Regions from separate parts of the Triticum aestivum genome. Here region 2 is linked to region 1. The links are chromatin contacts, called in public Hi-C maps. All regions are on one chromosome and are shown on one strand. Each heading gives the region's core, a stretch centred on a gene start, on an enhancer-like site or on the middle of the called end of the contact. The rest is flanking DNA. Distances are from core to core; before and after follow the strand shown.

What was found. Hi-C and Micro-C count contacts between places; a contact is called where the count stands out from the background.
Region 2: a Hi-C map of leaf shows a contact between it and region 1, with 5 times the contacts expected there. The contact joins the promoter of LOC123188957 here to the promoter of LOC123188956 in region 1. A contact is called at or near these places in 2 of 5 Hi-C or Micro-C datasets (both in leaf).

The regions. Positions count from the first base shown.
Region 1 is chr2A:450,074,266-450,076,965 of IWGSC CS RefSeq v2.1, forward strand. LOC123188956 reads right to left here and starts at 1,358. Exons shown (of 12, transcript XR_006495462.1): 1 at 1,055-1,358.
Region 2 is chr2A:450,518,505-450,521,204 of IWGSC CS RefSeq v2.1, forward strand. LOC123188957 (dnaJ protein ERDJ2) reads left to right here and starts at 1,291. Exons shown (of 11, transcript XM_044601251.1): 1 at 1,291-1,488; 2 at 1,577-1,797; 3 at 1,896-1,991; 4 at 2,685-2,700. The coding sequence starts at 1,612.

The DNA.
Region 1 (2,700 bases), core at 108-2,607:
AATCCATTTTACAGCCTTCAATATTACTCCCTCCATTCACAAATATAAGATGTTTTGGATATTTCAATATGGACTACATACGGACTGAAATGAGTGAACAAACACACTAAAACATGTCTATGTGCAACCGATTCAGGAAAAAGTTAGAACATCTTATATTTGCGATCGGAGGGAGTATTATACAATGTCTCTACAGTCTTCCATGTCAATGAAGCAGCACCCAGAAACATCTTAATCACCTAAAGAACTGGTGAAAGTTACTACTGAACAAAACTCATCATCAGTGTCCCGTCATATTTGACTCATAGATCATATAAACCTGACCACAACAATACATTTGTGCCTCAAACACACTGGCTTTGCCACAGTTAGGTGTTGGTAGCATTATGAACTTATGCTTTATGAAGTATCTATAGGCTTGTGTACTATAATGCTTAATTTGCAAATTGTAGGGCACAGCAATGGAACAGAGGCGCACACAAAAAAAAGTGAAATCAAGGCTATCAGCGAGGAAAGGAGGTAGGTATATCGAATTGATAAGGACTGTTTATGAGGGTTAAGAAGAGAACACACTGGTCCGTTATGTCAGAAAACTACTTTAAATATATCTTCGCACCACTTCTGATGCGATTGAGGCTGGGACGACCAATTAGAAGGCTCACGTTTCTGAATTGAGATCCTGGGAAGTCCATACCTAACTAATATAGAGTTCCTAGGAAAAGTTAAACAAGCTGAATGTTCCAGATAGATAGTCTAATCCATCACCTCTCCAACTTAAATTTCACTTGGGTGCCAATCTGCCAATCACTCGACCCAGGCAGAGCATTCAACAAACAAGCACATGCATATAGTCCATTCAGAGCCACCCCAATCCCCTTGGTACAGCCCCAGACGCGGAGGCCCATCCACACTCACATCGTGACATTCCCGAGACCAATTAGCACACGGAACCACGCAGGATCGAGACGCAACCGCATCCCACCAAGCATCGGCACTGGCAAGTTCTAGGGCACGCGTGCGTGCGAGAGAATGAAGGGGATATTTGGGGTGGTACCGCGAGGGTCTCGTCGGAGTAGTTGCCGAGGAATCGGGGGAGCACGTCGGCGACGGCGGAGCGGAGGTCGGCGGCGGCCGGCGAGCGCCGATCCATGCGGAACGACCGCTCCTCGGCAGCGAACACCCGCCGGAGCCGCCGCTGCAGCTGCTCATCCGCATCCGCCTCCGCCTCCTGCCCCATCTTTCCGCCTTTTGGGAAAAGGCAGTGCCCGTGGGTGAGAATCTTCTAGCGGCTACTGGGGCCAGTCGCTACTAGTATGTGTCAGCGTCAGCCTGCGTGCGTGCAACCGGTGTGCTGTTTACCGTCCCTTCCATGCTCCCAGCGTTTTCATCAATCGTCACTTCGAGTTGTTCCAATCTTTTGAAAAAATTGGATATCGATTTTTTTAGGGATGGATATCGATTGTTTACGTGTAAGGCTGCATTTTGTAAAATATTTGTCCTCTAGCCCTTTTTACTTTTTTTAGGTTAAAGCTAAGTTTTATTGATCGAAAGCTACATAATAAGATGCAAAATTGATCATGGGTTAGCCCAACCACAAGCGACGCCCCTGCTCAGGAGAATTTAAATACTTAGCTAAATTATATGCATATAAATTTGCCGCTCGACCTTCAAATAAATGTGCAATTAAAATTTGTTGCTTGCTGCTTGATCTCCTTGATGATGTTCCCATAGCTGCTACCCGTTCCTTTGTCGATATCCTTGATCATCAGTTTCGAATATGAAGCAACAATAAAGTTCTAGATAAGCAAATGTTTGGCTAATGATAAAGTCTCGCAACATGCGATTGAGATATGCCCTAGAGGCAATAATAACGAGAGATATGACCTCGGCCTCCCTCTGTCGATCTGTAAGCTTCACTCCTCAGCACTGGACCCGCTCGTCGACAAGGTCGCGAGGAAGTTGTCCACCTGGGGTGCATCAATGCTCTCACTTCCTGATCGACTATCTCTTGTTCGCCATGTGTTGTGTGCCATCCCCGCCCATATTTTGACCGCTCTCACCCTCCACAAGTCCGTGTTGGCTCATGTCAACCAGGTGATCCAAGGCTTCCTTTGGGTTGGTCGCAAGAGAGCCAATGGTGGACAATGCAAGGTCAACTGGGCGCGCGTGCGCTGCCCGGTTCAGCTTGGGGCCCTTGGCATATGAGATATCCACCGTGCCAGCATCGCCCTTCGCATCAAATGGGTATGACTGCAGCGGACTGACGGTGGGTACCCTTGGGCCCACCTCCTGATCCCTGTATGACCCCGACGTTCTTGCGATCATGTGCGCCTCCACGTCCTGGATTCTAGGCAATGGCTCGAGTGGGTGTTTTTTACGGATCATTGGCTGGAGGGTCGTTGTATTGCCGACATCGGCCCACTCGTCCATGCCTTGGTCCCCCATGGTGCGCCGGGATTCGTGACATTGTCGCACACTGGGTGTTGGCGTAATGATAGGCCCCTTATGTCTTGGAGCTTGTTGACATAAACAGTTTGGGACTTATGTGTTTGCTAGTGCACACCGAGTAACAAGTCCCTGAGATCACGAGGAGTTTGATGTAAACGACGAAGGTAATCTCCCTGCGTTGCAGTGTAGGTTATCACCGAAGATTATGATAACAAGAGTGACCCCTCAAATATTGTTGAAGTGAAGCAATTG
Region 2 (2,700 bases), core at 41-2,540, 440 kb after region 1:
TGTGCACACCGAAGTGGGCAGGTGACCTTGGTTTGCCAAACTTGCGTTGGATGAACATAGCAATGCAAGCGGGATGGTCGTGGCTTGCGAGGACTGATGAGACGAGGCCATGGAGAGAGTTCAAGATCAAGGCCCCGGAGGAGTCAATGGGGCTTTTGTATGGCGGCCATGAGGAGTGTGGCTAATTCTGGGCTCACGACACGCTTTTGGGAGGACCGCTGGCTTGATGGCAACAGGATTCAGGAGGTTGCACCGCTCCTCTACAACTTGGTTCCAAAGCGCATTAGAGACTCCCGGTTAGTTGGACCAGCGGTGGAGAATGGGAGTTGGGCGTTGGACGTTGGCCCGGACATAGGACCTACTGTGCTGCACGAGTTCTTTTTGATATGGCAACTATTCTCAGCTTGGGAGCCCATGGTGGATGTGCATGACAAGCTGGTTTGGTCGTGGGACACCGGACAGTTCTCCGTGAAATCTGCTTATGCGGCTGGCTTTTGGGGTCGAGAAGGAAGCGTGATGATGGATCTAACTTGGAAATCACGTGCACCCTCATGGTGCAGGCTTTTCACGTGGTTGGCCCTCAAGGACCGATGTTGGACGTCGGACCGACTAGCGAGGCGAGGGTTGCCACACCAAGACGCATGCCCGTTTTGCGACCAGGAGGACAAAACCATTAACCACATTCTACTCACTTGCATCTTTGCTAGGACTGTTTGGGCGAGGATCTGCGAGGCCTTGGGCAAACCGGATTGGACTCCCACTCAACAGGACAAGCTGGCGGATTGGGCTGTGGCCAAGCAAGGATTAGAAGGCATGAGCATCAAAGATCTTCGTACTATTATTGCGCTAGTCTAGTGGGAGTTGTGGAAGCATAGGAATGGTATTATCTTTGGTGGGGCGCGCCCTTGCTTGGAGTATCTAATAGGGAGAGTGAGGCAAGAGGGCCAACTGTGGGCATCGGCCGGGCTAATGAAAGGGAATGTAACTCCCTTCTTTAATAGGGTGGAGAGGTGGGAGACTAGTGAGGAGTAATATGTACTAAGAAACCGTGTAATTATGGTGGAGACTTTCTTTGCCTTTTTTTTAATATATGATATGCACACTCGTGCATATTCGAGCAAAAAAATAAAACTGGTTTTTTTTAGGGTAAAAAAAATAAAAAAATAAAACTGGTGCGAAGAAACCACCGTAGTGGGCCGGCTCACAGCTGAACGTGTAGGCGAATCACCAGCCGATTCGAAGGCCTGGCCTCGCTTACCATCCGCGCTCCGGGCCGTATCTGGGTCACAAGTCAAAACCAGTTACTTGCCCTTTTTGTCTCACACTGACATCTCGCTCCGTGTCCTGGTGGGAGGCCCCGCCGCATCTGGCCCCGCAAAACCTATCTCGACCGCCTTCCTCCCCGATCTCGCCCCTCCTCGCCTGGCGACCAGATCCGCTTCTTCGATATCCAGATCTTCGGAGCACGCCCCGCTCGCCCCGGCCAAGGTGAGCCGTCGCAGCCGGCCGCCGGCCGCCACACGACGCCGCGCTCTAATAACGCACGCTGACTCCGTGGTTTTTCTTTCCGTCGCAGTCGTGAGTTGAGTAAGGGAGGCAGCAGCAGCAGCCATGGCGGCGGCGGAGGAGAACAGCTCGCTCTTCCTGATATTCATCCTGACCATGATCGCGCTGCCCCTGGTGCCGTACACGATCACGCGGCTGTGCCACGCGGCGACGAAGAAGGCCAAGACCATCCACTGCCGCTGCTCCGGGTGCCACCGCTCCGGAAAGTACCGGAAGTCGATCTACAAGAAGGTGGGCGGGTTGCGGCTGTTTGTTCTGCGTGAGTCTAGCAGTAGAATTCTAGTGCGTGCTAACTCCTCTATGATCGTATTGTGATTCTTGTCGTGCAGATATCCAACTTCTCGACGTGGAGCAACCTTACTATTTTGCTTCTCTGGATCGTTGTGATCTTCCTGATTTACTACATCAAACTCAGCAGCCGCGAGGTATGGTAACTTTTGGCTGGTATATGTTGTCAATTTTTCTTTTGTTCAAGCAGTTAACTCCAATTCTTCTCTGCTGTGAACTAGTAGATACAGAAGGATTTAATACTTACTCATGTGACCTTTTGTCTGCTCCTTCACCTAGAATAGTCTCCATTAGTAGATGACTATACTGAAATAAACTGATAACCAAAACTACAACTCATTTCACGTTCAGCTTTATCCTACCAGAGCAGTCACCGCAATGTTCATGTTTTGTCAGTTCCTTGATGCAGCAAAGTCACCGTTTTCTTTTTAGTAGCAGCATGCCCAGCCAGTTTGTTGGGATATACTAGAAAGGCTAGGATATCTTTGTGCTGATTTAGTTCCCCTTTATTCTTCTGAAACCTCACTAATGTTTCACTCTCTTGAACATTGTCAAACAATCACATACGCAGAAACCTTGTTGTGAAGTTTGGTATTGTAGATTTCAGGACTTAGTTTGTTTTTGTATCCAAGCATAGGTAGGTTTATTTCCTAGAAGCATTTTTTGCAAAGTCCTGATTGTTCATCTTTGTCTCAATCGTAATTATGCTAGTTAATTTTGGATACTATATGCATAAATAATGCTGTACTTGAAGTGTGAAGGATTTTTTCCTGAAATTCACAAGGGCAAGATCCCAATAATTGATTTTATATGATTTTGTTTCCTACTAGGTCCAAGTATTTGAGC